Linked DNA regions of Mus musculus: all the other regions are linked to region 4. Evidence: chromatin contacts called from public Hi-C, HiChIP or PLAC-seq and promoter capture Hi-C data. All regions are on one chromosome and are shown on one strand. Each heading gives the region's core, a stretch centred on a gene start, on an enhancer-like site or on the middle of the called end of the contact. The rest is flanking DNA. Distances are from core to core; before and after follow the strand shown.

The links. Promoter capture Hi-C pulls out the DNA fragments that hold promoters and counts their contacts. Hi-C and Micro-C count contacts between places; a contact is called where the count stands out from the background. HiChIP or PLAC-seq counts read pairs in DNA pulled down with a chosen protein or histone mark.
Region 1: a contact with region 4 is called in a FOXA1 HiChIP or PLAC-seq map of pancreatic cancer cells. The contact joins the promoter of Igdcc3 here to the promoter of Dis3l in region 4. A contact is called at or near these places in 7 of 39 promoter capture datasets (3T3-L1-derived adipocytes, the C10 cell line, the HPC-7 cell line and 4 more), 1 of 15 datasets of contacts at CTCF or cohesin (large pre-B cells), 1 of 484 Hi-C or Micro-C datasets (embryonic stem cells) and 4 of 115 datasets of contacts at active chromatin or transcription factors (embryonic stem cells, large pre-B cells, pancreatic cancer cells and 1 more).
Region 2: a contact with region 4 is called in a Hi-C map of embryonic stem cells, with 2.3 times the contacts expected there. The contact joins the enhancer-like site here to the promoter of Dis3l in region 4. A contact is called at or near these places in 2 of 39 promoter capture datasets (erythroid cells and stem cell-derived epiblast-like cells), 2 of 484 Hi-C or Micro-C datasets (both in embryonic stem cells), 3 of 115 datasets of contacts at active chromatin or transcription factors (embryonic stem cells, extraembryonic endoderm stem cells and large pre-B cells) and 2 of 9 other capture datasets (embryonic stem cells and liver).
Region 3: a promoter capture Hi-C map of liver shows a contact between it and region 4, with 2.8 times the contacts expected there. The contact joins the promoter of Parp16 here to the promoter of Dis3l in region 4. A contact is called at or near these places in 7 of 39 promoter capture datasets (the HPC-7 cell line, cranial neural crest, erythroid cells and 4 more) and 1 of 9 other capture datasets (macrophages).
Region 5: an H3K4me3 HiChIP or PLAC-seq map of bone marrow-derived macrophages shows a contact between it and region 4, with 5 times the contacts expected there. The contact joins the promoter of 2300009A05Rik here to the promoter of Dis3l in region 4. A contact is called at or near these places in 4 of 39 promoter capture datasets (erythroid cells, hematopoietic stem and progenitor cells and liver), 1 of 115 datasets of contacts at active chromatin or transcription factors (bone marrow-derived macrophages) and 1 of 9 other capture datasets (adipose tissue).
Region 6: a contact with region 4 is called in a promoter capture Hi-C map of hippocampal neurons, with 5 times the contacts expected there. The contact joins the enhancer-like site here to the promoter of Dis3l in region 4. A contact is called at or near these places in 4 of 39 promoter capture datasets (HPC-7-derived erythroid cells, embryonic stem cells, hippocampal neurons and 1 more), 2 of 15 datasets of contacts at CTCF or cohesin (embryonic stem cells and large pre-B cells), 1 of 115 datasets of contacts at active chromatin or transcription factors (large pre-B cells) and 1 of 9 other capture datasets (adipose tissue).
Region 7: a promoter capture Hi-C map of erythroid cells shows a contact between it and region 4, with 18 times the contacts expected there. The contact joins the promoter of Clpx here to the promoter of Dis3l in region 4. A contact is called at or near these places in 3 of 39 promoter capture datasets (erythroid cells, hippocampal neurons and pre-B cells), 5 of 115 datasets of contacts at active chromatin or transcription factors (bone marrow-derived macrophages, embryonic midbrain, large pre-B cells and 2 more) and 1 of 9 other capture datasets (liver).

Annotation. Positions count from the first base shown.
Region 1 is chr9:65,138,347-65,142,532 of GRCm38.p6, reverse strand. Igdcc3 (immunoglobulin superfamily, DCC subclass, member 3) reads right to left here and starts at 1,379. Exons shown (of 14, transcript NM_001357257.1): 1 at 980-1,379. The coding sequence starts at 1,118.
Region 2 is chr9:65,176,881-65,180,617 of GRCm38.p6, reverse strand. It overlaps Igdcc3 (immunoglobulin superfamily, DCC subclass, member 3), which reads right to left. Exons shown (of 14, transcript NM_001357257.1): 3 at 3,079-3,223; 4 at 2,622-2,752; 5 at 2,105-2,242; 6 at 419-577. Among named protein-coding and RNA genes, the nearest start is that of Gm40527, 14 kb to the left of the region's middle. Within about 2 kb of position 2,152, at least 94 of the 459 cell types and tissues checked have an H3K27ac peak or open chromatin away from gene starts, as enhancers often do. A contact at or near this core is called in embryonic stem cells, where this site is marked.
Region 3 is chr9:65,212,719-65,216,790 of GRCm38.p6, reverse strand. Parp16 (poly (ADP-ribose) polymerase family, member 16) reads right to left here and starts at 2,101. Exons shown (of 7, transcript NM_177460.4): 1 at 1,928-2,101; 2 at 1,159-1,442. The coding sequence starts at 1,332.
Region 4 is chr9:64,339,410-64,343,642 of GRCm38.p6, reverse strand. It overlaps Dis3l (DIS3 like exosome 3'-5' exoribonuclease), which reads left to right and starts at 2,386. Exons shown (of 17, transcript NM_001001295.2): 1 at 2,386-2,650; 2 at 4,011-4,164. The coding sequence starts at 2,512.
Region 5 is chr9:63,396,739-63,400,967 of GRCm38.p6, reverse strand. It overlaps 2300009A05Rik (RIKEN cDNA 2300009A05 gene), which reads left to right and starts at 1,724. Exons shown (of 2, transcript NM_027090.1): 1 at 1,724-2,092. The coding sequence starts at 1,747. Gm16759 (a long non-coding RNA gene) reads right to left here and starts at 1,651. Exons shown (of 5, transcript XR_003948339.1): 1 at 1,516-1,651.
Region 6 is chr9:65,121,281-65,125,334 of GRCm38.p6, reverse strand. Igdcc4 (immunoglobulin superfamily, DCC subclass, member 4) reads right to left here. Exons shown (of 20, transcript NM_020043.3): 5 at 3,415-3,555; 6 at 2,529-2,684; 7 at 1,146-1,559; 8 at 559-723; 9 at 1-50. Among named protein-coding and RNA genes, the nearest start is that of Igdcc3, 18 kb to the left of the region's middle. Within about 2 kb of position 2,639, at least 21 of the 459 cell types and tissues checked have an H3K27ac peak or open chromatin away from gene starts, as enhancers often do. A contact at or near this core is called in hippocampal neurons, where this site is marked.
Region 7 is chr9:65,292,479-65,296,755 of GRCm38.p6, reverse strand. Clpx (caseinolytic mitochondrial matrix peptidase chaperone subunit) reads right to left here and starts at 2,496. Exons shown (of 14, transcript NM_011802.3): 1 at 2,191-2,496. The coding sequence starts at 2,269. It also overlaps the pseudogene Gm16218.

The DNA.
Region 1 (4,186 bases), core at 130-2,629, 800 kb before region 4:
TCTCTGTAGCATAAGGACAGTTTAAGACACTTGAGGATCACAGTCGTTCAAATCCTTTACATCCTTCACATATCCTAAGTCTGAGCCGCCTCTTCCCCCAATCCAACCCCGCTATAGCTATCGGGGATAAAGTTTCTCTCGGGTGCAGATGCAATATTTTGCTTTTTAGGAAGGAAGGGAAGGAAAGAATAATCCAAATGTGTGTCTGCGAAGGACTTGAGACAGCGGAGGGCTTAGATCCACATCCTTCTTTGCTGAGATGAATCTTTTACAGCCCGGGAGGAAGCGACGGGTAGCCGGGAGAACCCAGGGCAGGGACTCCTAGAGAGCTCCCTCGGGGAAGGGCGGGGCCCTGGGCAGCACCGCTGGTAGGCGCTTGCCCTGGGCGACCCTTTCCTCCAGCTCTCCCAGCCCTTGGCAGGATCGCCCACTCAGTCCACCAGGAATCTTTCCTTCCTGTTCGTCGGATACCCCCGAACCCAGTCCCAGCTCTAAACCCTGGGGGATGCCTTCTCAGCCCAGTGCAGTAGAGTCCCGGACCCCGACCCCGATCTGTCGCTTCCGGCTTCGTTCGCCTCGGGCTACTCAGGGTCCCCAGCCGAGCTCTGTGCACCCGGGCTCGCCTTCCTCTGTTGGGACTCCTCCGCTCTTTCTCCTCGGGCTTGTTTCCTCCACTCCGCACTGCCAGCTTGCCTTCCCAACTCCCGCTTTGCTCCGCTCCCAGTTCCTCTGCCCAGAATCGGCATCCTGCCCTGAACCTATCCTGAGCCCCGAAGGCGTAGAAAACCGAGCCCCGGCCCTCTCCCGGGGTTCTCCCGCCGAACCCCTGCAGTCCTTCAAACTACCGGCAGCCCTGCCGGAGTGGGTTTCCCCGTGCCCGCAGCGCGCTGTCCCGCCAGGTCCCTCCAGCACGCGCTCCTAGCGCAGGTTCCCGCAGTGTCCCGGGGTCCGCCCCTCTCGCCTGGGTCCTGAGGCTCACCCAGGCTTGGCGCAGGCAGCGGCAACAGCAGCAGCAGCAACAGCAGCGGCGGCGGCGGCGGCGGCAGCAACGGCGGCAGAAACCCGGGCCGGCGCAGCGCGGGCAGGCGGCGCGGGGACGCGGTGCGCGGCTCAGCCATCGGTCTCTCGGTCCGCTGGGCTCGGCGACGCACGGCGCTACTCAGGGGGGTGGTTGGGGTCTCACGGGCTCACAGCGTCCCGCGGGGCCGGCGCCGGAGCCGGGGCCGGGGCTCGGGCCGGGGCCGAGCCCGGGCGGCGGGAGGCTGGGGCCGCATGCCGGCCTTAGCGGGGATCGGGTATCACGGAGAGCGCCGCTTGCGCCATCTTGCACCCACCGCGGCGATCTGTCAGCCGCGCCCGGGGTGCGCGCTCCGCACTCCGCCCGCGCCCGCACCGCCCTCCTCCTCTGCCCGCCGCCCCCCTCTCCTCCCCTCCCCCAGCCCCCTCTCCCTGGAGGCCGGGTCTGGGGAACAAAAGAGCCGGCGAGCGCTTTAAGCGGCCGGACATTCCCGGCTGCGCAGCGGACGCGCCCCCTGCGCTTTGAACTGCAGCGGGAGCTGCCGCGCCGACCCGGACTGCAGTAAGGTATCCGCTCCTCGTGGTCCGTCCGGACTTGAGGATCTGGGAACGTGAAGACTGTGAGAGAGGGTCCCAGCTGCGGAAAAACACGCAAAACTGAGGTGTTTGCGTCCCCCCACTTTCTCAGCGGTGTCTCTTCCACTATACCCAACTCTGTGTTTTTAAAGACAATTCCCTTAAAACTGCTCAAAGTTGTTAGACATTCGGTATCCTCTAGGTTCCTTGTCCTATTCAAGGGATGAGTTGTGTAGCTTCAAGACTGGCTTCTCAAGGCTAAGTTAGGGCACTCCCGTAGGTGAGAAGAGCACCCCTAACATAAGAGCCCCATAGAAACCCGAGATCCCTCCCAGTTCTGCCTGCTGTCCAGCCCAGTCATTCTCACTGAGTTGGTCTGAAACCTGAAGACAACACTATATTCCCTCAACTTTGCGGATCTTTAAGAGCAAGGGTCCAGGTAAATGACCTGTAGCTGGGTCAGCACACTGGAAGGTACAGTCGCCAGCAACTTCTCTTTGCTATCGTATCTGATGTCTCACATATGGGAAGACAGCTCTTCAGAGAGACATATATGTGCTGTCCAAGTTGATGTTGAGTCTTGTCTTTTTACTACTGTATGCAGACATATGTTGGGGTCCAACTTGATGGGGGAGTCCATCAAAATTACAGAGCACCCACTTAACCCTGGTAGCAGTGTCTGTCTCTGGCAGCATTTGGAGGCAAGAGTGTAATGGCTTCTCACCTCTCCTAGCCCAGGGTGGCCTTGAATCCACTTTGTAGTAGTGGGTGATCTTGGATTGTTTAATCCTCCTGTCTCCACCTTCCAAGTTCGAGGAGTACAAGTATTTGGCACCATGCTTTCATGCAGGTAAGTAAAGAAGGCTTGGTTCAGCAGGGAAAGGAACCTGCAGCCAAGCCTGACTCACCAGCATCCCTGGAACCTACATGGTTGAAAAAGAAAATGACACCCATAGGAAATTATTCTCTGACAGCGAGCCACACTTGCACCATGGCACATGTACAAACATACACACATAGACACACACACACACACACACACACACACACACACACACACACTCACACAGAGTAAATAGATAAAATGTTCTGCAATTCTCTAATTTAAATCTAATTTAAAAAACTTTCAGAGGAGTCCAGGATAATGGCACACATCATTAATCCCAGCACTTGGGAAGCAGAGGCGGGTGGATCTCTGTGAGTTCAAGGCCATCCTGATCTACATATAGAGTTTTAGGGCAGCCAAGACTACGTAGTGAGACCCTGTCTAAAACAACACAACCAAAACAAAACAAAAAGCCAAGCAGAGGTGGCATACACCTTTAATCCCAGCACTCAGGAGGCAGAGGCAGAGGATCATTGTGAATATGAGGCCAGCCTGGTCTATAGAGCTAGTTCCAGGACAACTAGGGCTACACACAGAGAAACAATGTCTTGAACCCCCACACACACAAATAAGTAAATAAATAGATAAATAAATAACAAAACAGAAAACCTTTAGGCCTCTAGTAATCAGATGTCTGTCCATGGGCAGATCTACATTAATATGAGCCTGAGAAGATAGCCTGCAATTCTGTGAGCAGAGCAGAGACCCCAGTCTGCCATTGCCACAAAAGGACTCATTGAGGAAGGGCCAGAGTGAGGCCTCTACAGACAACAGGGAAGGTAGTACTGAAGAAGGGGCCTCCTTGCGGCCTAAAGTCCTGGAATGCCCTCCTGCAGGCCTTGAATTATCAACCACCCCTTATTGGCATGTTCTGGACTCCAGAGAGGTCAAATTGGTGTCCTGAATTGCTGTCATTTTAAATTCATCTTGACAAGTGTTTAATTCTTCTTTATCACAACCCGTGGTCTGAGAGTGATATGCAAATAATGGCTATTCTGCTGCATGCAAAATGTGCAGTATCTCTCTGTATGATCTGTCAATTAACTCTGAGCCTGGCCCACCAGCCACTTTGGGGGTGGTCTTGGGCATGACAGCCTCTGCTGGCCTATGATTCCTTCCAATGAAAAGGCACTTTCTGGGCTCCTTAAAGATCTCAGCAGAGGGCAGCTGTCAGCTGTGATCCTGAGATGTGTGGAGTACGGGTCTGAGCATGGAGAGTTCTGAGACTGTGTATACACCTGAGGGTGTTTGTGAAGAAGAGCATGCAGGGTGAACCTGACGGGTCACTGATAGCAGGTACATCCCAGGTCAGCTATGATGCAACTCAACACATCGGTGGACGTTGCAGTTTCAAAGGGTTGGCAGGGATCTAATACACTCCTCCAACTTAAGAGGCATGCATGTGGTGTGCCTGTGTATGTGCAGGCAAACACATGCTAGGTAAGTATTCAACTGCACAATGACATTTGCAGTCCCTTTTTTGGGTTTTTCGAGACAGGGTTTCTCTGTGCAGTCCTGGCTGTCCTGGAACTCACTCTGTAGACCAGGCTGGTCTCGAACTCAGAAATCCACCTGCCTCTGCCTCCCGAGTGCTGGGATTAAAGACGTATGCCACCATACCTGGCTGAAGCTTTAGTTTTTTTTTTCTTGGACCCATCTTCTTTCTACTCTCAAAATTTACTGTTTCCTATCCTGGGCCAGGAAGAC
Region 2 (3,737 bases), core at 903-3,402, 840 kb before region 4:
GAGACAGCTCCAGGGATGGGGTGGAGCCCTGGGAATGGAAATTGAGGCTGGCTGCTGCGAGCAAGGTGGGGGCTGCCATGTAAGAGGGAGATGACAGGTACAGTGGAGCGCACAGCAGGCGGGCGTGAGCGTGGAAGTGGCACACGTGTGAATGAAACGGCTCCACAGGAAGGAACATGTGTGAGCCCTGGGAATGACCCGCTGAGATCATGGGCGGCAAGTCTGAGAACTCCACAGCCCTCTGGTGCTAATACTCATATTCTGGGGGGAGTCCTGCTGGCTTTGACCTGGCCAGAGACCTATCAGAGGTGAGGGGCGGGGCTAGGGCGGGGCTAGGGCTGGAGTGAGAGAAGGTTCTGGTCTCTGGCACACAGCAGAGATGCTGAGGAGGATCAGGAAGGGTTTGGCTGCTCCATACCTTGTACCACCAGCCGACCCTGGGCCGTCCTTCTCACCCGGGTGCCAGGCCTGTTGGCTGCACAGACATAGACACCTGAATGCTGGACAGTCACATCTGAGATGATAAGGTTTCCTGTGCCCAGCACCTGGATGCCCTCCACCCCAATGGGGCGGCCATCTGCAAAGGAAGTGGAGGGGGAATGAGCTGGGTCAGGAAGATAGGAAGGATAAGAATATTCCAGAATGCTCACCCCTCTACCAGTCTTTCAGAAAGCTCCGACCTATGGCTTTGACACCACCCCTCTCCAGATCTCCAAAAGTGTCTGGGAAATGTGGAGCCCTGGAGGCCAGCAGCAGGGGGCCAGCGTCCTGATTCAAACATGATGACTGCTAGCTGGTTTTGCTGTTGTTTGCTTTGGGTTTTAGACAGCATCTCACTGCATAGCCTGGGGTGAGATCCTTCTCCTAGATCCTAGACTCCTAGGTGCTGGGATTACAGACCTTCTAGCCCAGTTCTCAACCTATGGGTTGTGACCCTTTTGGGAGTCTAACAACCTTGTCACAGGAGTTGCCCAAGACCTCTAGAAAACATGGATATTTACACCATGGTTCCTAATAGTAGCAAAACTACAGTTATGAAGTAGCAACGAAATAATTTTATAATTGGGGGGTCACCACAACATGAGGAACAGCATTGAAGCGTCACAACATCAGGAAGGTTGAGAATCACTACCTTAAATTCCACAGAGGATCTGAATTTGATCAGCCGTTGTTAAATTCTGCGGCTTGATATCTGTTCTATCTAGGATGCTGAGACATGCCCAGGAATATAAAGGCTCTGGGAGGAAGGGCCTTGGTTAACTTTGTTCCCCACACGAATTAGACCCCTGAGCCATTTTTTCTCTCCTGCTAGGCCATAGCTTGGGAAACGAGGGAGCAGATGGCCCCTGAAGTGCCTAGTGGCTCCGGATGGTAGCCTGCTCTTTCCAGCCTCTCCCTGGGACCCAGGCCCTCCCCCCACCCCAGGGATCAGATTAGCACAGCCAGAACACAAGGAGACAGCTCCCCATTCAGGCCCTGAAGTGGTGAAATCTACTCCATTATCCCACACGGCCCCTCCTTCCCCCATCACTCAGCTGCTAGTGCGGCACAGTCTCCCTGTGAATGTGACCCCACCCCACCCCCTCTAGAGGCTCCTTCCCCCAGTGACCTTTCGGCTCAGACTAGTGGCCCATCTGCACCCTTTCACTGCTTTCTTCAGCTGCCTGGGGATTCCGGCTGGGCAGACTTGGGAGCAGGCAAGCGCGGCAGGAGGGGAGGGGGGACGGGCCAGGGCAGAGCCAGAGTGGGTTGCTTGCTGAGATTTTGAAGGCTGAGGATTGCATAGCGGGGGTGTGACCAGGCACAGAGGGTGGGGCGGGAGGCACTGGGTGCTGCCGAGAGTTCTAGGGGCTAGAGAGACAGGACAGCTTGTACTCGGTAACCCAGGGAACTAAGCCAGCCCCGCAGGGAGAGAGAGAATGTAGCAGCAGGCTGACCTCCAGAGAAACTCAACCCCTCCCCAGGCCACAGGGAGGGGATCGGATTGACCCTTGCTGAAAACAAATACAATGTAAAGCCCCCCAGAGCTGGGTGATGAGACCGTGAGACCAGCCCTCTCGGGGGGCAGGCTGGCCAGAGAGCAGGGACTATGGATAAGGCTCACCCAAGCGGCTCCAGGACACAATGGGGCGCGGGTTGCCCGTGGCGACACACTCCAGCACCGCAGTCTGGTGCACTGTCAGGGTGAGGTTCTCAGGCCCCACAAGAATGGTGGGCTCCTTGTAGGTCCCTGAGCCCGAGCCTGGGAGGAGAAACCCACATTTCCTTATTTCAGTTGGAAGCTTTTTCACTCCCTCACTCTCGCCAGCCCGCCCCATCATGACCCAGGGTACGCACCAACCCCCAACCAAGTCCTGAAAAACAAGGAGAGAGATGTTGGGGAACCTGCGGGTCCTGACAATCGTCCTTCCTCTCCCAGCCAGACCTCTAGACTTGGGAGAGCTCAGGGAAGACATGCTTCCCAGAAAGAGCGGACTGGCAACCAGTCTCAGGCGCCTTTGGCTTGTGGGCTTATGCTCAAAGGACCTCTGTATACACGTGGTCTCACTGGGGAACTAGGTGTGTCTGGGAGTAGACCAACTGGGGTGGCTGAGAGAACCTGGCAGGCCAAAGGAGCTCACCTGACACAGTGAGCCTGGCCCCGTGGCTGACCCGCACACTAGCAATGTTTGAGGCCACACAGTGGAAGATGCCGCTGTCCTCAGCCCGAAGTCCTGTTATCTGCAGGACTCCCTTGGGCAGTAGTGTGTACCTGTGAGGGGAGGGCATTGTTGACTATCAGCACAGCTGTTGCAACCTCAAGCCATGGGGATATAAATGGAGACATGGGCACTAACCCAACCTTATTGCTGTGATCACAGATGATTACTGAGACCCTCCCAGGAGAACATACCCTCCTAGTCTTGATAACAACACACACAATACTCTTACACAATCTCATGAGCCTAGAATCTGGGCCTAGTAAGCCACTCGGACCCATGATTCTGACTGCAGCTTACATAATAGCACTGTCCCAGCCTGTAGTCTATCCCAAGTCAGCTTCCCAGTTATCCCCTGTCCTTCCCACAAGAGGCTCACCTCTCATCGTCCGTGTCAATGGGAACTCTGTTCTTCTCCCATGTGATCAGGGGCTTGGGAAGCCCATGGATTTGGCACTGGAAGCGGGCCACACCACCCTCCTCACCCGTGACGGCCTGGGGGTGTACGTGGAAGTCGGACATAGCTGGGGAGACAGAAAAGGGGAGATGGATAAAGTGGAGGTGCAGATGGAGAGAACTGAGGGGTCACCCTCTGAGGAGCAGTGTCTTCTTGAGGCAGGACAGTAGCTTAGGGGACATAGCAGCTCTTCCTTCAGCCCTCCCCATCACGCGTGGGCACACTCCAACCCGAGGTGACATAATCATTAAGATACCTGGATAGAAGACACTGAGATAAGACGTGGTCACTACAAAGCTCCTAAGTGAGATAGATAGGACTTACCAAAAGGAGGCCAAAAACGCAACGAAAAAACCCATAATGTTTTAAATACATTTACAACATTGTATCAGACTGAATTCATGGCTTCCCTTGGCTGTAGGGCTGACAAGCCTGGCAGACCAACTCCAGGAAGAAGAAGCTCTAACAGGGTATGTGCAGGCTGTGGGAGGTCCCATAGGAGGGAAGGCTCTCTCAAACCTCACTCATGGAGGCCACCTAGACACAGGCAGGCACTGTTCCCACGTTGGCTGGTATATGTT
Region 3 (4,072 bases), core at 852-3,351, 870 kb before region 4:
CCAGGAATTGAACCTGTGTCCTCTGGAAGGGCAGCCAGTGCTCATAACTTCTGAGCCATCACCCAAGCCCTGGATTTTTGCATTTATACTCGGGGATGGAATTGCTCAATAATTTCCTTTCCTTGTATTATCTTTATCAGATTTAATACCAAGGATATTCCAAACTCTTTTTCTTTCCTGCTTTCTTGTTTTGCTCAAGATAGTTTTATGTAATCCAGGCTGTACAGAAACTCGATTTATTGCTGAGGCTGACCTTGAACTATTAATTGAATGATTCCACCTTCCAGGGGCTGGGATTACAGATGTTTGTCTACCACCATATCTAACTACATTTTCAGTATTTTGGAAGAATTTCTATGAAACTGTAATCATGTATTACTCCTGTATTTGAAATAGAACTTGCCACTGACGCAGGTAGGCGCAAAGGTTTGTTTGCTTGTTTCTTTTTATAGCCCAGGCTAGCCTCAAATTTGTGCTCCGGCCTCATCCTTCTGAGAGCTGAGATTGTGGGTGTACACCACCACTACTGGAGACTTTCTATTTTCTTCACTGAGTCAATTTTGGCAAGCTATATCTTTCCAGATAATTCCAAATATTTGGATTACAATGATAACTGACATCTGGAATACCCTAACTCTTAAAGAAATTATATGATTTATGTATGGGTCATGCGAAGTGCTGAAACCTGTAATCCATCCCAGCACTCCGAATTATAAATCATCAGAAAGTAACAACGCCTATGTGCACTGCGTGGCAGTTTATATAAGTACTGTTAATATGTAACTTCATCTGAAGGGCAAAGTCTAACTAGTTGCAGAGGGAGGGACAACTTCTTATCTAGGCAGAACAGCTGGTTCAGATCAACGCCCCTTTAGGGCCACACTAGAGCGTTTTGTGGAGGACTATGTAGCTATTCCATCACTCCTGGGATTAAGTCACTGACAAAAGGAAGCAGCCACCGAATGACCTGGCAGTGTGTCTGCACGAGGGTGTTTAGGAGTGTTCTTGCTGATGGGAACCTTCCCCAAGGCCAGGCTGGGTGGGAAGTCCAGGGAATTGGCGTGTTTTCTAACACGGGTGGAGCTGCTCCTGCCTGCCGTTCCACAGGGCCACTTGGCCCAGGATGCAGCGAGCAACGGTGGATCAGGACGGACTCACCAGGGCCTCGAAGTCCTTACAGTCGTGGCGGGCGTAGGAGGCGGGGAAGGGCCGCAGCACCGAGTCCCGCTTGTAGCTCTGCAGCGCCGAGGCGAAGAGGCTGCAGCGGAGGTCCGCAGCCAGCACGTCGCGGCTCGCTGCCTCCCTGGCTGCTGCCCTGTTGGAGAGCTGCATCCCGGGCTCGTAGCGCGTGGCCGGGAGGAGACAAGGAGGGGCAGCGCGGGGCCTGGGCCCGGGGGACCGTAGACCGTCTGCTGCCAGGTTTTCCAGCCCGGGGGGTGGAGCTAGGCAAAGGGGTGACAAATTGACATTGGTGAGAACGCGCCGGCGAGCGTCCTCTGCAGGACACTGGGCACGGTCGCTCAGTGCGGGGAAACACGGGATCTGGGAGAGTCGCCTCTCGGGTCCCGCCAGTCCCGGAGTCCCCGGTATGGAGTTGTCGCTATTGCACCCGGCGTGGGTAGTACCCCGGGGACCCGGCCGATCAGTCCTGGCCGCCCCACACTGCCAGCAGCCACCGCCTACCTCCCCGCCCGCCGCTCTCACGCCGCTCCGCCCACCCGGCCCAGGCCCGCCCCTTCCCGCGCCCTTGCTCAGCTCGCGCCCGCCCACAGGTCCCGGAGGATCCCAGCTGCCCCGGGTGCTGGGCAAAGGTGCCCAATGCGGCTGCTAGTCATCCTCGCCACCGCCCCAAGTGGAAACCGCCCCGGGACCCGCCCCGGGGAATTGTCTTTGTCCTGGCTCCACGGGTTGAGCCAGCCTCGCTCACCTTGGGAATTGCCACCTGTTGAATAAATCGGTTTCCTCTGGAGCTGACACGTTGCACACAAGAAGCCACTTGATACCCAGGGAAAACTGAAGGTCGGAGTGACACAATACTTTCTCAAGACACTGTAGCCGACCCAAAGACCTTCCTCTCTACCTTACAGCCTCCGCAATTCTCTGAATTGCTCAAATGTCTGACCTCAGATTTCCCAGGATCCTCCTCCTTCGAAGGCCTCTAACAGGAAGTCGGGAAAACAGGCACTGGGAGAACAATGACCTAACCCTGCCGAAGGGAAAAGACCGGACCCCAAGATGACTCAGCAACTGGTCGAGTAAAGGCACTTGCTGTCCGTCCTCACGACCTGAGTTCTATCCCAGGATCCCATATGTTAGGAGCTAAGTGACTCTAGCAATTTGTCCTATGACTTCCACACCTGCACCAAGGCTCAAGTGTGCCCACATGTGAACGTATACACAAAATAAATAAATGTAGGGCTGGTGAGATGGCTCAGCGGGTAAGAGCACTGACTGCTCTTCTGAATGTCCTGAGTTCAAATCCCAGCAACCACATGGTGGTTCACAACCACTGGTAATGAGATCTGACTCCCTCTTCTAATTCGTTTGAAGACAGCTACAGTGCACTTATGTATAATAAATAAATCTTTGGGCCGGAACAAGCAGGGACTGAGCGAGCAGGGTTGACCAGAGCAAGCAGTGGTCCTAAATAAAAATTCAATTCCCAACAGCCACATGAAGGCTCACAACCATCTGTACAGCTACAGTGTACTCACATACATAAAATAAATACATTAAAAAATTAAAATAAAGGCAGGAGGATTTCTGAGTTCGAGGCCAGCCTGGTCTACAAAGTGAGTTCCAGGACAGCCAGGACTATACAGAGAAACCCTGTCTTGAAAAACCAAAATAAATAAATAAAATAAAATAAAAAATGTAAGAACAGATTCCCTTTACCTCTTCTTCTTCAAGACCTCACTAGAAAAAAAGCACTTGGCCTTCTGGTCACATAGAAATCTAAGACCAGTGCTGAATTGTTAGACTAAAAGTCCCCTTTAAAGACCCCACACGTGCTGAGAGGTGGTGGCTCACGCCTTTAGTCCCAGCACACCAGAAGCAAAGGCAGGCATATCTCTGAGTTCAAGTCCAGCCTGGTCTACAGATCAAATCCCAGGACAGCAAGGGCTACACAGAGAAACCCTGTCTCAAAAAAAACAAAAACAAACCCCAAAACAAAACTTTACAAAAACAAAAACAAAAACAACCATTAATTAGATAAATAAACATACACACACACTGGCTCTGCTCTCTGAGAAATCACCCCCTTCTTGGGCATCCGAATGGGACCTGGCCCTGTGCTCCTCAGACTTCGGGAGGGAAGACAGGCAGAACTATATTCTCAGACCCTAGAGAGCTTCCCAGGCCAAACAATGATGCAAACCACCCCCAGGAGTCCAAATGGTAATGGTTGTTGTAAGGCCTGGGCTGATTTGGAATCACCAAAATGTCTGAGAGCCTATGACCTCAAATAAAACCCCTCCAGCACCCCAAGTCCTGGGGCCCCTAGGGCCCCATGGAGCATCTGGAACCCTAAGGTACCTGCTGCATGTCTGAGGCATATCGCATGACCCTCACTCTGAGAAAACCTTCTCACCACCTCTCCTGCCACATAAGTATAATAAATGTACTTTTAAAGAATATTAATGAGATGGAGAGATGATGGCTCAGTGGTTAAGAACACTGACTCATAAATGAGGAAAATACCTAATTAAAAAAAAATACCGTTTAAAAAACAAAAACAAAAACAAAAAAAAAAAACCCACTGACTCTTCTTCCAGAGGTCCTGAGTTCAACTCCCAGCAACCACATGGTGGCTCACAACCATCTGTAATAGGATCCAATGCCCTGTTCTGGTGTGTCTGAAGACAGCTACAGTGTACTCACAAACATAAATAAATCTTTAAAAAAATGAATGAAGGACCAGAGAGATGGCTCAGTGATTTAAAAAGCTTCCTGATCTTCCAGAAGACCTGAACTCAGTTCCCAGCACCCACATCTGGAGGCTTACAACAGCCAGTGGCTCCACTTCCATGGACTCTAACACCTCTGTCCTCCATGGGCAGTGCCCTCACAT
Region 4 (4,233 bases), core at 1,137-3,636:
AATTTATTGATTTGGGGGGACTCAAATTTCAAGATAGGGTTTCTCCCTGTAGCTCTGGTTGTCCTGGAACTGGAACCCATTCTGTAGACCAGGCTGGCCTCAAACTCAAGAGATCCTCTTGCCTCTGCTTCCTGAATGCTGGGATTATAGGTGTGTGCCACCACTGCCCAGCTAATTAATGTATTACATTTTATGTAAAGTCAATCTGTGTTGTACAGCAGGTACCCTTATCTGCTGAGACATCTCACTAGTGAAGAAACTGATTTTTTTTTTCAAGACAGGGTTTCTCTGTGTAGCCCTGGCTGTCCTGGAACTCACTCTGTAGACCAGGCTGGCCTCGAATTCAGAAATCTGCCTGCCTCTGCCTCCCAAGTGCTAAGATCAAAGGTGTGAGCCACCACTGCCCAGCGAAAATTTTTTTAAGTTTTATATTTCTGTAACATAAATTAGTTTATTCTGCCTGATAGGCACTTTTTTGGTCCAGAGGTCTCAGATGGCAAACAAGACAAACCACCCACCCAACCAAGCAAAAGGGCCTGGCTTATTACAATAGGTCATCATCATTTCTAAGAACTAAGGAATCATGGTCCTCAACATAATGGATAAAGCCAGGCCTGGGTGCATGAGAATCCCAGCACTTGGGGGGGGGGGGGTAAGTAAGAGCTCATGGCTAGCTTCAGCTACATGTCCTGATCCTGTCTCAAAAAGGCAGAGAGAGAAAGGAGAGGGTGTGAGGGGAAGAGAGGCTAAGTACCAACTAAGCTACAGCCTTATTTTAAATACTGATAAAAATCAACTCTCAATAAAACTCTAGCTATGCTCTATTCCTTAAAGGGTGGTTCATTTGCAGACAATTTCTAGCTACAAAGTGCTGAGGAGAGATATTAAGGGCAGATTAGTACCTAATCAAAGTCGTTCTTCCAATCCATAGCATCAGTGGCTTAAAAAAGATAGGAAGGGAGCTGGGGAGGGATTGGTGGACAGTTATCTAAGGCATTTTTTATGTAGAGAACAATTTTGGCTACTCACTGTCCTCTGGTCTCTCTGGAACTGACTCCTGTATTAGACAGGGAGAGCCTCTTTCACTGTGGAGAGCTTTAGGGACTCTCCTTGCACTGTCTGGTGCCTGTTTGCCAGCTCTACATTATTTTCCTGTTTGTGCAAGTCTACCTTGAGTTTCACCAAGTGATTTGACACAGAGATATGAGGAGGAGGAGGAGACCATGACCCTTTAGCATTCCCTTAGGGTGAAATGAGAGACTGGTCCTGGTTTATTTCAGCTGCGTTGGAAGAACCAGGTGTTTCCAGCCAACTGGGCCAGCCACATTAACCAAAGGTTGCCAAGCAGTAAATTCCTTTGGTGCAGGCGCTCTCTCTTTTATTCACCAGTGACTAGATGATGCTTAACCTGCTTTGAAGTTGAGCAGTTTCTAGCTTCAAGATTGGTTCTGAAACATAATAACTAGGTATCCTTGGGCACTTAAGCTCCCTTAATGCAGCCTCACAGCCTATAAAATGATACAAATAAACACCCACTCCTTTGATTTAAGGAAGCTAAATGATACTCTTGCTCCAGTGGGCTCAGTGCTTGGAGAATCCAGGGTGTGTGGTCTCCCAAGATACCGTCCTTTTTGTCAAACACTACAAGCACAGTACTTAGAGATCATGTCAATAGCGGCTCTAAGAAGTCCTTTGCCCGAGGCTGCCAGCGCTATAAAAGTTGTAGAGTGTTTACCCCAGAAGGACTGGTTTTCATTTTATCTGTAGTGTTTGAATGTTTACGTGTATTAAAATTTAAAATAAGCATATTTTTGAAGAGGAAAACCGGTTTGGCCAGCAGGGTTACCAGCTTTTTTGCTGAGCTTTTCAATTCTTTCAGATACTGCAAAAACAAGGACGAGAAAACTCTACAGTTATTACCTCTGGTTTTTGTTTTGTTTTTTGTTTGTTTTTTGTTTTGGTTTTTCGAGACAGGGTTTCTCTGTGTAGCCCTGGCTGTCCTAGAACTCACTCTGTAGACCGGGCTGGCCTTGAACTCAGAAATCCACCTGCCTCTGCCTCCCAAGTGCTGGGATTAAAGGCATGAGCCATCACTGCCCGGCATTACCTCTGTTGCTATGGCAGCCCTTCGCACACGGGCCTGTGGGTAGAAACAAAGTAAAAAAAATAATAATAAAAATAAAAATAATAATCCTTTTACACTCGACTCTTAGACTACCTGCCACATCCTACCTTCACACCCGAGGATTCTTCGGGTGAAGTTTATCTACACTTTTCCCGCCCGGGGACAACTAAGGCACAGAGAGGAATAAAAGGCGCGAGTAGGACTGGGCCCGGAGGATTCTCAGCCCTGGCTAGGTCGCTCCCGGTAGCGGTAGCGGGAACGTGAACGCTGCTGCCTGCCCGACCAGGCCCGAGGGGCGGGCCTCAGGCCTCGGTCTCGCCTGAGCCTGCCGCCTGCCGCCCGCCGCCCGCCGCTTCCCGGCCACAGTGCCGGGCGACGCCGCCAGCATGCTGCAGAAGCGGGAGAAGGTGCTGCTGCTGAGGACCTTCCAGGGTCGGACGCTGCGGATCGTGCGTGAACACTACCTGCGGCCCAGCGTGCCTTGCAACAGCCCGCTGTGCCCGCAGCCTGCCGCCTGCCGCAACGGTCAGAGCCGGGGTGGACCGGGAAGGCCCGGGCGGGAAGAGCGAGGGAGGCCGGAGCCGGAGAGGGAAGCCGGGGCTCGGAGAGCGAGAGAAGCCGGGACTCGGAGAACGAGGGAAGCCAGGACCAAAGGAACGAGGGAGGCCGGGGCCTGACGTAGCGAAGGCTGCCGGGCGCGAGCGAAGGGACCTGAGGCCTGAGGAGCGAGGGTGGCAGAGGCCCAAAGAGCAAAGGGAATCCCGGCCTGGCGTCGCGATGGCGGCGGGGCCCTAGTGAAGGAAGCGGGACCCAAGGAGAGAGGAGAGCGGGAAGCTGAGCAGCGAGGGCGGCTTAGCGCTGGCATCAAGGGCGGAGCCAGACCCTCGCGGACTGTAGGCAGCCGGAGCGAGCATAACCGTCTGGGCTCGGCGGTACTGGGGCAGCCGGGAGCGGCCCTGGAGCGTCCCCGGTGCGTCCAGTCTTCCCTCCCAGTGGCCGGCACAGGCAGGACCGGCCTCTGCAGCCTCAGGGGCGCTCCTCTCCGGACCTGCCTGCTACAATAGCCGGGCTAAGTGGAAGAGCCTGCAGGCACCGGATGCTTCGGTTTTTCCAGGGGGACCTAAGGGCGTAGGCACCTCCTCCTTTCTGCCCGAAAATGCTATTGGCACCTTACTCCTGAGCGTATTACGCTGGCTGGACATTTGACATTGCCTGCTCTGCTCCTGCCAGTACGCAGACCCTCCAGCTGTTTGTTACCCCTAGTGGGAGATGAGCGTGAGGGGGTCTTTTCAGAATACATGATTGAGGTCACAGCTTGACCAAGGTGTCAGTTGAGTGGAAGCCCATTGATTGAACAGCGCATCCTTTTTAGGACGTTCTCCTCAACCCTAGAACCGTGTAGCCGTGTTAGGAAGCTTCAGACCGAATAGCCTTGGAATTGTTAGATGCTTACAAGGGGTCAACACACACACACATGTGCACTCTTGCCCTTACATATATATACACGTGTGTATATGTAGATAGAGATATAATGGATATGTAAGTAGCCAACGCAGTCAGTGCTCATGCATGTCTGTGATGGCTTAGTAGAAATTTAGTTTCTTCCAGGGACGTACTTGTTTTTAAAATATCATTCTTTCGAAGAAGTGCTGGCTACAACATAAACCATGTTGGGCTTGTATTTAATCACAGCTGAGGGGAGGGGGAGCAATGGAGCTGAACTTTGAGCCTCCACCAAAGTAGATTTGTCTTGTCTTTTAAAAACTTCAAGGTGAAATTAAGATGAGAAGTTATTTTGCACACCGGGAGCACTGTGACATTGAAATAGTCATAAACCAGGTTTGAAAATGTTACCTAATGGCTTCCACTCTGAATTATGTTTCAGATGGGAAGCTCCTGGCTGCCGAAGTCACTCATTACGTGATCCCAGACTGGAAAGTTGTCCAGGATTACCTCGAGGTTCTGGAGTTCCCGGAGTTGAAGGGAGTTATTTTCATGCAAACGGCCTGTCAAGCTGTGCAGCACCAGAGAGGCCGGAGGTATCTGTTTTGCATTATTTATTTATTTATTTATTTTCAGTACCGGTTCCCCTGCCCCCTTTAGAAAAG
Region 5 (4,229 bases), core at 475-2,974, 940 kb after region 4:
AAGTTAGTTTTTCTGGAAAGATCAGGATTTTTCTGAATAATATAGAGCCAAAGCAGAAAATCCAGGAAACGAAATGGCAGTTTAATTGTCACTGTTTTGCAATACAAAACAACAGCAACAAACCAGTGCTGAAAGCCCAGTGCTCCCCTCCCTACTCAAGAACAGCAAAACCAAGGCAACAAACTAGCTGTGATTCTGTTGTGGTGCCACTTTACCTATGAAACTACTATTAAAAAATTAATTTTATAAATGTTTAGAAATAAACACATTGTGTTTATAATTTTCTTTATATGTTAGAATTCTGTGACAGATTTTGTCTGAAAAAGGGCTCCATTGCTTTTAAAACTTTACTTTGAAAATGACAGTTCTGCTGCAGCTCCCTACCTCCCTTCAATAGTCCTCCTAGCTATTCTGCATATCAAATATATCATGACTTCACCTAATCTTTCTTTAAAAATCGATATCTAATAGAGAATCTTATAAAGTTCAAACTATTTGCATGACTGCAAAACCCCCCTAAATATTTAACATATTTGTGGAATGAACTCAATGTTGACTAACCCAAAACTGGTGACTATAAAAACAAAAATGTTGCTGGAGAGATGGCTCAGTGGTTAAGAGCATTGGCTGCCCTTCCAGAGGACCTGAGTTCAATTCCCAGCTACCACATGGTGACTCACAACCATCTGTAATGGGATCTGATTTCCTCTTCTGGTGTGCATGAAAATGGAGCACTTGTATACACAAAATAAACAAATCTTCTTTAAACATCACACTATTCTACATCCTTCTTGAATTTTCAGCAAATAATTGTTATATAGTTCCAACACAGAGAATTACTTCATTTGCATATGGTACTTTCCAGAAACCTCATCCTATTTACTCATTCTCCCCACAAAAATTGAGGACATATAAGAGTAATGATACTTTAGACATGAGGTTGTATGCTAGCAGAAAGTCTGAGAAATGCTTCCCTTACACTTTCATGGGTAACTGAGATTGTTAAAGGTTGGTGACTGCCAATTCCGGTCCTAGTATTTACTGTGTTCTCAGGAGGGAAGTTTTTCTGAGCTTTAGGGCACTAAATGAGAAAACATAGGACTGCTTTTCGGGTTTTGGGGGTGGTGGTGCGGGGACAGGGAGGCAGTTGAGACTTGCTCTTCTATGTAGCCCAGGCTGGCCTCCACCTCCCCATCCTCACATCTCAGCCTTTTCAGGGCTGTGATTCCAGGCAAGCGCCACATCTGGCTTGGGACCCTATCTTGCACTATCTAGGTAGGATTCAGTCTGGACAGTGAACACGACTGTGAGGACATCTGCACATACGTGCAGTCTGAGGTCACCAAGCGTCCAGCCCGGGCAAAGGCCAGGCCTTGGTGTCAGCTCACTTTCCTGTGCACACCTCAAGCACCTCAGCATCCCTGAGGATTTCCCTGGAGCCCAGCGCCTGACAGCCAGACCGGGTTTGTCGCTGTGGAGGATTGTTTTAACATTGTCTCCCTGCTCCGAGGTTACCTGAGGCCAGAGGTGACAATTTTCCTGATCTGCGCAGTCGCTCCGCCCTCCCGTCCCGTCCTGTGCGCACGCGCCGCACCTCAAGGCGCTCTCACCCGCGCGCTGCCCGCTGGGTGTCCCCCGCCCTGGCCTAGGGTGGTGAGGGGAACACGCATGCGCACACTCGCCTGACCCCGCCCCCAGAGGCCCGGCCCCAGGGGCCCAGGGCCGGCTCCCCGGCGTGCCCCGGCCATGGAGGCCCTGCGGAGGGCCCACGAGGCTACGCTGCGGCTGCTGCTGTGCCGGCCCTGGGCCTCGGGCGCCGCCTCCCGCCCGAAGCCCCGCGCCTCGGAGGTGCTGACGCAGCACCTGCTGCAGCGGCGGCTGCCGCACTGGACTTCCTTCTGCGTGCCCTACAGTGCGGTCCACAACGACCAGTTCGGCCTGTCGCACTTCAATTGGCCGGTGCTGGGCGCCAACTACCACGTCCTGCGCACCGGCTGCTTCCCCTTCATCAAGTACCACTGCTCCAAGGCGCCCTGGCAGGACCTGGCCCCGCAGGACCGCTTCTTCACCGCGCTCAAGGTCATCAACCTGGGTGAGTGGCGGCGCCCTCGTCTGACCCAGGCACTCCTCCATCCCAGGGCGGCCGCTGGCCCACAAGCACGCTGCTCGCTCTCCAGGGCCGGCCCTTCGCATCCCCGGTGGGCTGCTTGCAGCACCCCTGAGGTCGTGCCCTGCCACTGTCCACCCGGGAGAACCCTGCCCAGGGCAGCGAGGAGTGAGTCCCGACAGTGGCTCCGAAGTTGCTTAGCAAGAGTCATTCCCGCGCTCATCACCAAGAGCCTTTGGAGGACAAAAAACTGGACGGACTTTTAAAGTTTCTTTGTCTTTCTGTGAAATCTCAGCAATTGTGTTTTGCTAAAAGCAGTAGGTTCTCTCCAGACATCATATTTTCTCAGGTGCTAGACTTAAAAGATGCTGTCTTTTAAGATCCTTTAGTATCTATATTCCTGAAGATAATCTAATTCTGACGGTCCTCCTGCTAGATGTGTGTGTTCTGTGGTCTAATGGCAGAAGAGTCAATATCACGGATTGTAGATGTGACAGCATTTTATAGATTAGGGAAAAATTCAAGTCCTCAAGATGTTTCGGACCTATTAATAGCTGCTAAAAAAAATATTAACTTAGATGTCAGTCACTCAAACTCTATACAAGGAAGCAGAACCAGTATAATCCAAATAGTTTTTTTTTAAATATTGCTGTCTAGGGATTTATTAACTTTTTTATTAGATTATTTTCTTTATTTACATTTCAAATGTTATCCCCTTTCCTAGTTTCCCCTCCGAAAATCCCCTATCCCCTTCACCCTCCCCCTCCAAATAGTTTTTTTTTTTTTTTCAATCCAAAATTAACACTAAACTCTGTGTAGCCGTACTAGTGTTACATATAGTCTGGTAGTTCATTCAATTTAATAAAGCATGGGCATTTCTGCTTATAATAACTCAAATAGCACTTACGGGATTTTTGAGCCATTGTCCCCCTGGAAAATCCAGGAAGGAGATTATACACCAATGTGTCTCATAACTTGTTTGATCCACTCTATACAGTGTATGTCAACTAATCCTGAGGTTGGTATGAAACTATGGGAAAAGCCAAAATGCTAACAAATTAGATTTGTGAAATGAGTTTATTTTATTATTTTCAGAATTGGCAGGAGTCATTCTTTTCCAAATACTGAGATATAGGTTAGGAAAACTAGTAGGCCAGGAGGAGAAATGGGATGAGGAACTGTGGGAGGGGGACCAGGAGGAGGGCAACAGCTAGACTGTAAAAAAATAAAATTAATAATAAAAGAAACCCTAGCAGGTCAAGCCATAGGTAAACTATATAGGCTGAATCCCTTATATAAAATGTCACAGGTTAAAATAAACATTTCCTTAAAGATACCTGTCATGACTAAGGGTTTATCTTTTAGCTGTAGGTCATTAAGACATCAAAAGAAGAAAAAAAAAAAACACTTCCCACACAGAAAAGTAAAACCTTTTCAGAAATACAACAGATGTAGGGTTTTTTGTTGTTGGTTCTTTCTTTGTTTTTTAATATAAAATAGTGATTTAACAGTGGGCTTTTAGAAAGTCTGTAAGTATAGCAGAGAAAGTGTTCCTGTATGCTGTGCTACAACTTGGCTTACTCTGAAACCCTTTTCTGGACTTTACTAAAAACCAATTTAGTAATTTTGGTTTTTATTTTTTGTCTGAAGTAAGAGAAATATGAATTAAGTAAGAGGATCCTAGCTGGCGAGGGTACAGTTTGCCCATCTGGATCAAGTCCCTGGCTGGGAATAAGAATACAAAGGATTTTATTCCTTGTCTTCCTTTGTAAATGAGTAGTAATCAGAATAATTAATTTTCCATTTTGTGAATACTAAGGATTTCTGTTGACTCATTTGTTCCCTTTCTCCTCCACCTTCCCTTCAGTGGAGCTGACATTTTCCTGATGGTTTATCAGCCTGAGTATCCTGCTGGGAAATAGATTACGATTTAAGGAAAGCAACTCACCACTGGAATGGCTGGGTTATCGGAGCCTTACTATAAAGTTCCAATTGTTTTAAGTTCTTAATTCAACAGTAGTTTACCTACTGTTCAGTTAACTTAAAATGAATGATCATACAAAGAACTGTTTCTCAAGTTTGTTTTGATCTTCAGTAATCTGAATTTTATTATTTCATGGAA
Region 6 (4,054 bases), core at 1,390-3,889, 780 kb before region 4:
GTCCGAGGGGTTGGGGCTGGACAAGGTAAGCTGGGGTGCTGCGCTGGGGACTGAGACAGAAGAACATTGGCGTGAGCTCCGCTCCACCAACAGGGAAGATAAGACACAGTCAGGAGTGATCAGAGACTTGCCCAGGTCACACAGCAAGTCAGAAGTAGGCCCAGGCCCAGGATCTGAGGGAGGGAGGGAGGGAGCCTCTCAGGGGAGCCCTACGCTGGAGGATGCGGAGACATCCTTTCTATCCCAAGGCTAGTGGACAGTGTGGGCCAGAAGCTTTCATATCCAATGGCTGGGTAGTAAATGTATGTTAGGAAGAAGGGCTGCATGGTATGGGGGCTCAGAGCTGGGCTCAAGTCCCAGCTGCCCTGCTGAGCTTGGCAAGTCATTTTCATTTTCTGAGCCCCAGTTTCCCCATTTTACACTGGGAAGAAGAACCTCTGCCCACTGCTTTATAGGGCACAACAGACATCACAAGGCAGGGAAGAGGGCCTTGGGCCACACTGTCCCTGAGTGGGAGTGTCTCTGGGTCCCAGGTCACTGCAGGTTCAGAGGTCCTACCATCGTCCAGTGTATGCACCAGGGCTGGGCTGGAGGTTCGGCTGGCCCCCAGCTGGGAGTAGGCCACCACGTAGAACTCATAATCCGTGTTGGGTTCCAGGTCCCGAACCTGCAGCTCTGTGGTGTCATTGTTTACTGCAAACTGGTACTCCACATTGTCCACTCCTGAGGTGGTAGCACGGGGGGGACAAAGGGACTGTCACAGCCCACTCCATGTCTGACTAGCTGGAGACTGTCTGGGGATCCTACTGGTCTATGTATAGCTAAATTGTTACAGACAATCTAGGGTGAAGGATAGAAATGCCTCTGCCATCTAGTCTACTTATTGCATTGATTCCATAATAGGCCAGGAAGCTCCCCGTGCTAATTGAAGGAGCCCGTCCTGCAGTTAGTTAGCTGGGGGTGGAAGATGGCTCCTTTAACCCTGGAAAGAGAAGCATTCTCTCCGTCAAGGAGTGCGTGTACACTCCATTCTCTAATACTAGATCACTTCCCAGCAGTATTGCTCCCCATCCCTTCCTCTCATCTTTAATTATCCATCCCATACTTGCCCTAACTGGGATTCCCGCGGTCAAGAGTAGACATACCCCTTGCCTTTTGGTAGTGAAGAGAGAAGCCAATGATTTGCTCGCTGTGCAACTCAGGCCGCTCCCAGGCCACCAGCACAGAGGAGCTGCTCAGCGGCGTGGCTGTGACCCGAGTCGGGGCGCTGGGCAGCCCCTCGCGCACCACTACCGCCAGGGGCGCAGCGGCACAGGCAGTTCCCGCGCTGTTTTCTGCTACGCACTGGTAGTAGCCAGCGTCCTGAAGGCCGATCTGAGTGATGACCAAGCTGCCGCCACCGCCCTGCACCTTGACGCGCCCATTGGGTCGCAACGGGATCCCGTCGTGCAGCCAGTGCAGCGCGGGCCGTGGCTCCCCGGACGCCCGGCACACGAAGCGCGCGGTGCTGGCCCGCGTCCGCGAGAGCGCCTCGGGCGCCTGCGAGATGGCTGGGGCAGCTGAGGGGCAGAAGGGAGACTCTGACAAGAGGGCCTACCCCTCTCCAAGTGTCCCAACACCGCGCCCAAGCCTCACCCTGAGGTCCTCTCCCCTAGTCATACGGGCCCAGCTCTGGTCCACTAGACTCGACCCCTCCTGGGCTAGTCCTCCTTTCTCCCAAGCCCAGCAGATTTCCAGCTTTTGAGCTCTAGGCTGTAACTTCACTTTCTCCTCCCCGTGGCTTCTTATACCCAGCAGTTACTCCAGCTTTCAGCAAGCCTGGTCCCCCAGTTTTCTGTTGTATTGAGAAAGCTCTTTTATAGCCCAGGTTGGCCTTGAATTTCTGATCTGCCCGCCTCAGCATCACCCCAACTGATTAATCCCAGCATTCCTAGGAGACAGAGACAGGAGATTCCCCAGAATTCCCCGGGCCAGCTAGCCTGGAGTATGAAGTGAACAAGAAACCTTGTCTCAACTCAGTCTGTGACCGCAATACACTCACCATGGCCTGCACACACTCATAGGGACTTAATAGCCTAAGACATTGTCATTGTTTAATAATTTTGTTTTTGAGATAGACTTTTCACTCTGTAGCTGGTCTCAACTCTGTAGCTAGGGCTGGTATCGAACTCACGCTCCTGCCACAGTTTTCTGAGTGCTACCACGTACAGATTCTGGGCTTCACACACCCCCCTAGACCATTCCACTATCTCCTTCCATAACCTCACCCCACTCCTGCTCGCCTGCACTCTCACTCCTCATGACCCAAACCAGGCTTTAAATCCGCCCCCCCACCCCCCGTCTCAAATCGCCCCATTCCCTCCCCCCCCCCCCCCAGCTACGGAATCCAGTCCTCCAACAATCACCACCAATCAGAAAATTCAGACTCCTCCCATGTGGTCCCCCTCACATTTAGTCTTCTAGGACCGCCCCTTCTCCCTCTAACACACACCCATCCTTAACGTCCCCCAGCACCAGCCCTTCCTTACCAAGCACTCGGAGCTCAGCAGCCGCAGTGGCGAAATCACGCGTGCGGGGCTTGTTGGCTCGGCAGACATAGACTCCAGAGTGCCGAGGCTGCGCGCTGGCGATGAGTAGATTGGTCCGGCCCAGAACGATGACATCCGTGGAGATAGGCTTTCCATCTGGTGACAGAGAAGGAGCAGGCTGGAGGGGGACGCTGGAACTGTCCCTCTACACCCTCTCCAACTACGAGGTTCCCACTACATCCCTGCAAAGCTGCATCACAGCCGCTGGTTTGAATCCCAGTTCCTTCTTACTCTGATCCCTAGGTGGAAAAGCAGAAGGGAGGTGGGTAAACGATGGCTAAATGGTCTCTGGTGGGCGGAGCAGATATTTAATACAATCTCTCTCTCTCTCTCTCTCTCTCTCTCTCTCTCTCTCTCTCTCTCTCTGTGTGTGTGTGTGTGTGTGTGTGTGTGTGTGTGTGTGTCTGCCTGTCTCTGTCTCTCTGTCCCTCGCTCTCTCTGTCTCTCTGTGTCTCTCTCTCCTCCCACCCCCAGAATTTTCCAAAGTAGGGTTTCCTCTGAGTAGCCCTGGTTACCCTGAACTTGCTCTGTAGACCAGGCTGGCCTCAAACTCAGAGCCCCGCCTGCCTCTGCCTCCCCAGTGCTGGGATTAAGGATGTGTGCCACCACCACTGGGCTTTAATACAACCTTCTTTAGACTTTATTACTGCATGAATGTGTGTACATGTGAGCTTGCTTGCATGTGCTATGGAAGTCAAAGGACAACTCTAAGGAGTCAATTCTCTCCTTCTATCTTTAGGCAGAAGCTCCTGACTTGGAGCCTGTGAAATACTGTACCATCTTGCCCACTTCCCCAGTCTCCTCCTCCTCTTTCCTCAGCACTCACCCTGTCGGACCCAGGACACAAAAGGGGTGGGGTCAGCAGAGGCCACGCACTCCATCACTACACTCTGTCCAGACACTACCGTGGTGTTCTCTGGGGCTGCCACAATGACCACATCCTGCCCCCTGGTAGCCTCCAAAGACCCTGTAGTGAAGATAGGACAGGGTTAGCTTGCCAATTACTGCTTCTGAATGCCCAAAGCAGGGGGCCTGGGGCGTCATGGTTCTTTCTGTCAGAAGGGGAAAGCAACTGTCAAGCAGAGCTGGCGTAGGCCTTGGAGTTCTTTCTCTTGGAGCCAGAAGAATGCTCTCCGACACAAGTGAAACCCCACAAGTTACTGGGTAGACCATACCTCCCCCATATTTCCCCGCCCAAATCCAGCTCCCATGGCATCTGCCTTAGACTCAGCACCCAGCTCTAGTTCTAAGACTGTCTATAAGTTGTTGTGTGAGTCAGGCAGATGCCTTTCCAAAGTACCTCAGAGTTCTACAAGCAAAAGGTGGGCTGTTAAGCCGGGCCTGGTGGCGCACAACTTTAATCCCAGCACTCAGGAGGTAGAAGCAGGCGGATTTCTGAGTTCGAGGCCAGCCTGGTCTACAAAGTGAGTTCCAGGACAGCCAGGGCTATACAGAGAAACCCTGTC
Region 7 (4,277 bases), core at 1,247-3,746, 950 kb before region 4:
TGCAGGAGGACCACGAGTTTGACAGCAACTCAAATACACAGTGAGTTCCAGGAAAGCATCAGCTACATAGTGAAACAATGATGTAATTTACTTTTTAAATTTTATAAACTGTGTATGGGTGTTTTATCTGCATGTATATCTGTTACCACATGTGTGCCTATGAAGGCCAGAAGGTGTTAAGATCCCTAGAAGTGTAAAGATGGTGTGAGTTACCATACAGGTACTGCGAATTGCACTTAGGTTCTCTGGAAGAGCAGTCAGTTCTCTTTGGAGCAGTATCTCCAGTCACAACTTATTCAGCTTTTAATATATATATGTATATATATTATATATAACATATTTAAATGATTTTTTTTCTTTTGGGTGATAAGCTCTCACTTTATAGCACAGACTGGCTTAAATACCATGGCAACCCTCCAAAGTGTGGAGGTTATTAGCATGAGCCAACACCATACCTAACTTTTTGTTTTCTGAGACAGGTTTTCATGTCATCCAGACTAATGTGAACTCTCTATGCAGCTGATGTTGGCCTTGAGTCCCAGATCCTACCTGGATTCTTCATTTTGAACTAAGGATCTACAAAACTTTACAAATAATCTAGCTTGGCAGTGGTGGCGCACGCCTTTAGTCCCAGCACTTGGGAGGCAGAGGCCAGCCTGGTCTACAGAGTGAGTTCCAGGACAGCCAGGGCTACACAGAGAAACCCTGCCTTGAAACAAACAAACAAACAAACAAAAAGTCTGTCTGTCCGCTCTTTACTACTTACAGGACTCTATCTCTCTTTCTACCTTATAGGCCCAGGGTTGAAGTCAGGTTGTCAGACTGGGCAGCAAATACTTTTATTTGCTGAGCTATCTTTCTAACCCATTTGTCAAGTCCATTTAAAAAATATATACATCAGCTGGGCGTGGTGGCACAGGCCTTTAATCTGAATCCAAGGCCAAGACTGGTGTACAGAGTTCCAGAGACCTGGCTTGCCCCTGCCTAAAGACTGCCGGAACTAAAGTCATGTGCTATAACCTCCGGGCTGAAGCTAGAATTCTTTGACTAAATCTTATCAAGAACTCCTCCTGTCTAAAACACGTACCCTTTTTAATGCTGTTGTCAACCAAATTTAAACATGATGAATTTAATACCCCTAGTACCAAACTGTAATACCTTAAGCCCTCAACGAATGTAGGTCAAACAATACATTAAAATTATGTTTCTTTCCAGTGTTTACAAATCAAACCTCTGGAACTGGGACACCTACTTGAGGTGTGGCAATGTTTTAAGACTAAATCTTACACTTACGTGTCAATACTAAATGCTTCCGCCTATGTTACTCCATTTCATGTGTATTATAAACTGCCAATTATACAGTTAGTAGACAATGATGATTTTAGAATTAGTCAAAAAAAAAAAAAAAAGGAAAACTGCTTTTATTGATCCAAGGATCGTCATGAAAAGACATCTGTAAGTTCAGAGCCTAACAAGACCTAGCCTTACAATCTGATATGCATAGACTTGTGGGAAAGAAAAACGGGTTTCATTCCCGGAATCTCTTGGCAGGTGTGCACTCTGTCACAGGTCCTGATGAATAGAGAAGCAAAGTAAACAAGAGCCACTCCACTCTTAGAGGCTGATCCCAGCTGTCAAGCTGGGGAAGCGGGCGAATGACTGTTGCTAAATTTAAGTATTTCAGGAATTCCAGCGGTCGTTTTCGCCCCACCTCCCCGCTGCTTTCTTGGGACCCCAAGTTTCCCAAATATCTTGGGACCCCAAGTTTCCCAAATATCTGGAAGGCCAGCGAGCTGTGTTTACGTCTTGTCGTCCCCGAGACCGCACAATGTCAGTGACACCCTTGCGCTGCCGGTCCAGGCGACTAGCCCGACAACCGGGCACAGACTCCCCAAAAGTGACAGGCCCCAAGAAGGGCTGCACGGGGGACACTTTTAACGAGTGTTGCGTCGCACTCGGTTGTTCTCCCTGAGTTGAGGCGAGATGGCCTCATTCCAGCCCCCAAACTCCGAAGGCCCGAGAGCTCACAGGCCAGCGATAGCCCACCGGGTTTCCTTCCAATCCGACAGCCAGGTACTCCAGAGGCTCGTAGCGCCTCGCAGCCTTCAAGCCCTCCTCTCCCCCCGGGATCCCCACAGGTTCACTCGCCGAGAGCCCAGAGCGGGCACCGGCTCGGGACTACTTCGTTACCTCTCTGCGCGGAGGTGAGCGAAGTGGTGAGAAGCCGGGCGGCCGCAGCGCCGCAGGTACAAGCGCCGCAACTGGACATCTCCGCGGGGCCTAGGCCAGGGCTTCGCGCCCTGAGGATCGAGGGGGCTCAGCGACCCGATCGTGTCGCGCGAGTGTTCCGCTGACTGGCTCCGCTCCCTTCCGTCGGTTCTATGCTGGCGCAGCGTTTTCCCCACCAGGCAGCCAGGCCTGGACGATCCCAGCGTCCCACCGCCTTCTACTCACCGGAGTAGGCTCCTCCCCTCCTCCCCTCCCTCCCTACTCTCCCCCATTCCCCGCCCACCCCGGCCGGGGAGCGTGCGCGCGCTTGCGTCCTAGACCCAGGAGGAGGCGTGAGTTTACGCTGCGCATGCGTGGAGACTAACGTGATTCCAGAGAATGGGGCGGTAACCTGGGCACCAATGAGCGCGCTACGGCAAGCGGCGAACCCAAAATTTTGCGGTCGCCTAATTTCTCGGGAAGTCTCTTTATTCGGATGTTAAAAAGTTTTAGACCCAAAGAGACACGCGCCGTGTCGGGAGTTGACCCTACGCTTCTTAGGAGCAGGGGAAATAAAAGCGCAAAAAGGTGAGGATCTTTTTTAAGTGATCCGAAAACTAAGAATGTAATTCAGTGGTAAAGACCATAATCCCACATAATAATTATAAACAGACAGTAACTACCAGGCGCTTGCACTTCGGCAAGTTCCTTCCTTCATGGACTCTATATCCTGGCTTCCTTTATGTTCGCTGTTTCGTTTCATTTGCAGCATGGAAATGGTCTCCTAATCCCACTCCCACTCCGAGCAACAAGCTGGATAGAGCTAGCTTTCCTTGCTCTTTCAAGCTTTGTGATGATAAAGTTTTCAGTCGGGGCTAGTTGCCTGTGTGGATTTTTGTTTTGGTTTTCTGAGCGAGGGTTTGTCTGTGTAACCTTGGCTGTCCAAGAACTCCCTCTGTAGACCAGGCTGACCTCGAATTTAAGAGTACTGCCTCTAACACCATATGGGTTTTATTTGGGTTTGGTTTGGAATTTATGCCAGAGTAATTATATATATATCATCAACTCTAGCCGCCAAATTGCTAGGTGGCCTGGAACTTGTTCTGTAGCTGAAAATGGCTCTGAACATCTGATGCCTGTGCTCCCACCTCTAGATGAGACTACCGAGTTGTACCACACCCTGCTGGAACCTTTAGACAGAAACTGTGAGGAAAGAGAATTAAGCCAGGATCAACACCAGTTCACTTACATTAACCAGCGTCAATCTCCAGCCAGAAAAGTGACTTCCAGTTCCCCGGGTCTAGCTCACAGAAGGGGAATTCCAGGTGGTTCATACTACTACAGGGTTCTTTCTTAGAGAGCTGACTCGTGGTAACACCTCATGGTAAAGTTTCAGAGATGAAAGAGAATTCTTGTCTTTCTTCACTAAGACCCACTCCTTCTTCAGCTGCATCCAGGAATACAGTTGTGAGGAGAGACTCAAGTCCTCTCAGTATGTTGCTTTCCAACTGTGTTCTTAGACTCTCTCAGAAGCTCTCCCTCCATGGATGCTGTGAGCAAACCAAGAGGGCTGTCTCTGGCTTCTCCCGCCCAAAAAGAGAAGTTATGGGTTTTTTTGTTTTTGTTTTTTCGAGACAGGGTTTCTCTGTGTAGCCCTGGCTGTCCTAGAACTCACTCTGTAGACCAGGCTGGCCTCGAACTCAGAAATCCGCCTGCCTCTGCCTCCCAAGTGCTGGGATTAAAGGCGTGTTCCACCACTCCCGGCTTCACACACATTTTTTAAAAATCTTTGCTTCATGCATAGGAACATTTTGCCTGCATGAATGTGAGTGCATCACAAGTGTGCCTGTTGAATCCCCTGGACCTAGGGTTAATCATGGCTGTGAATCACCATGTGGGTGATGGGAACCTGGTACCTCTGCAAGAGCAACGTGCTCTTAAATGCTGAGTCATATCTCCAGTTCTAAAAATATTTTTTAAAAAGACAAGCAGCAAAGCCAGGTGATGGTGGTACATGCCTTTAATCCCAGCACTTGGGATTAAAGAGTCAGGTGGATTTCTGAGTTCAA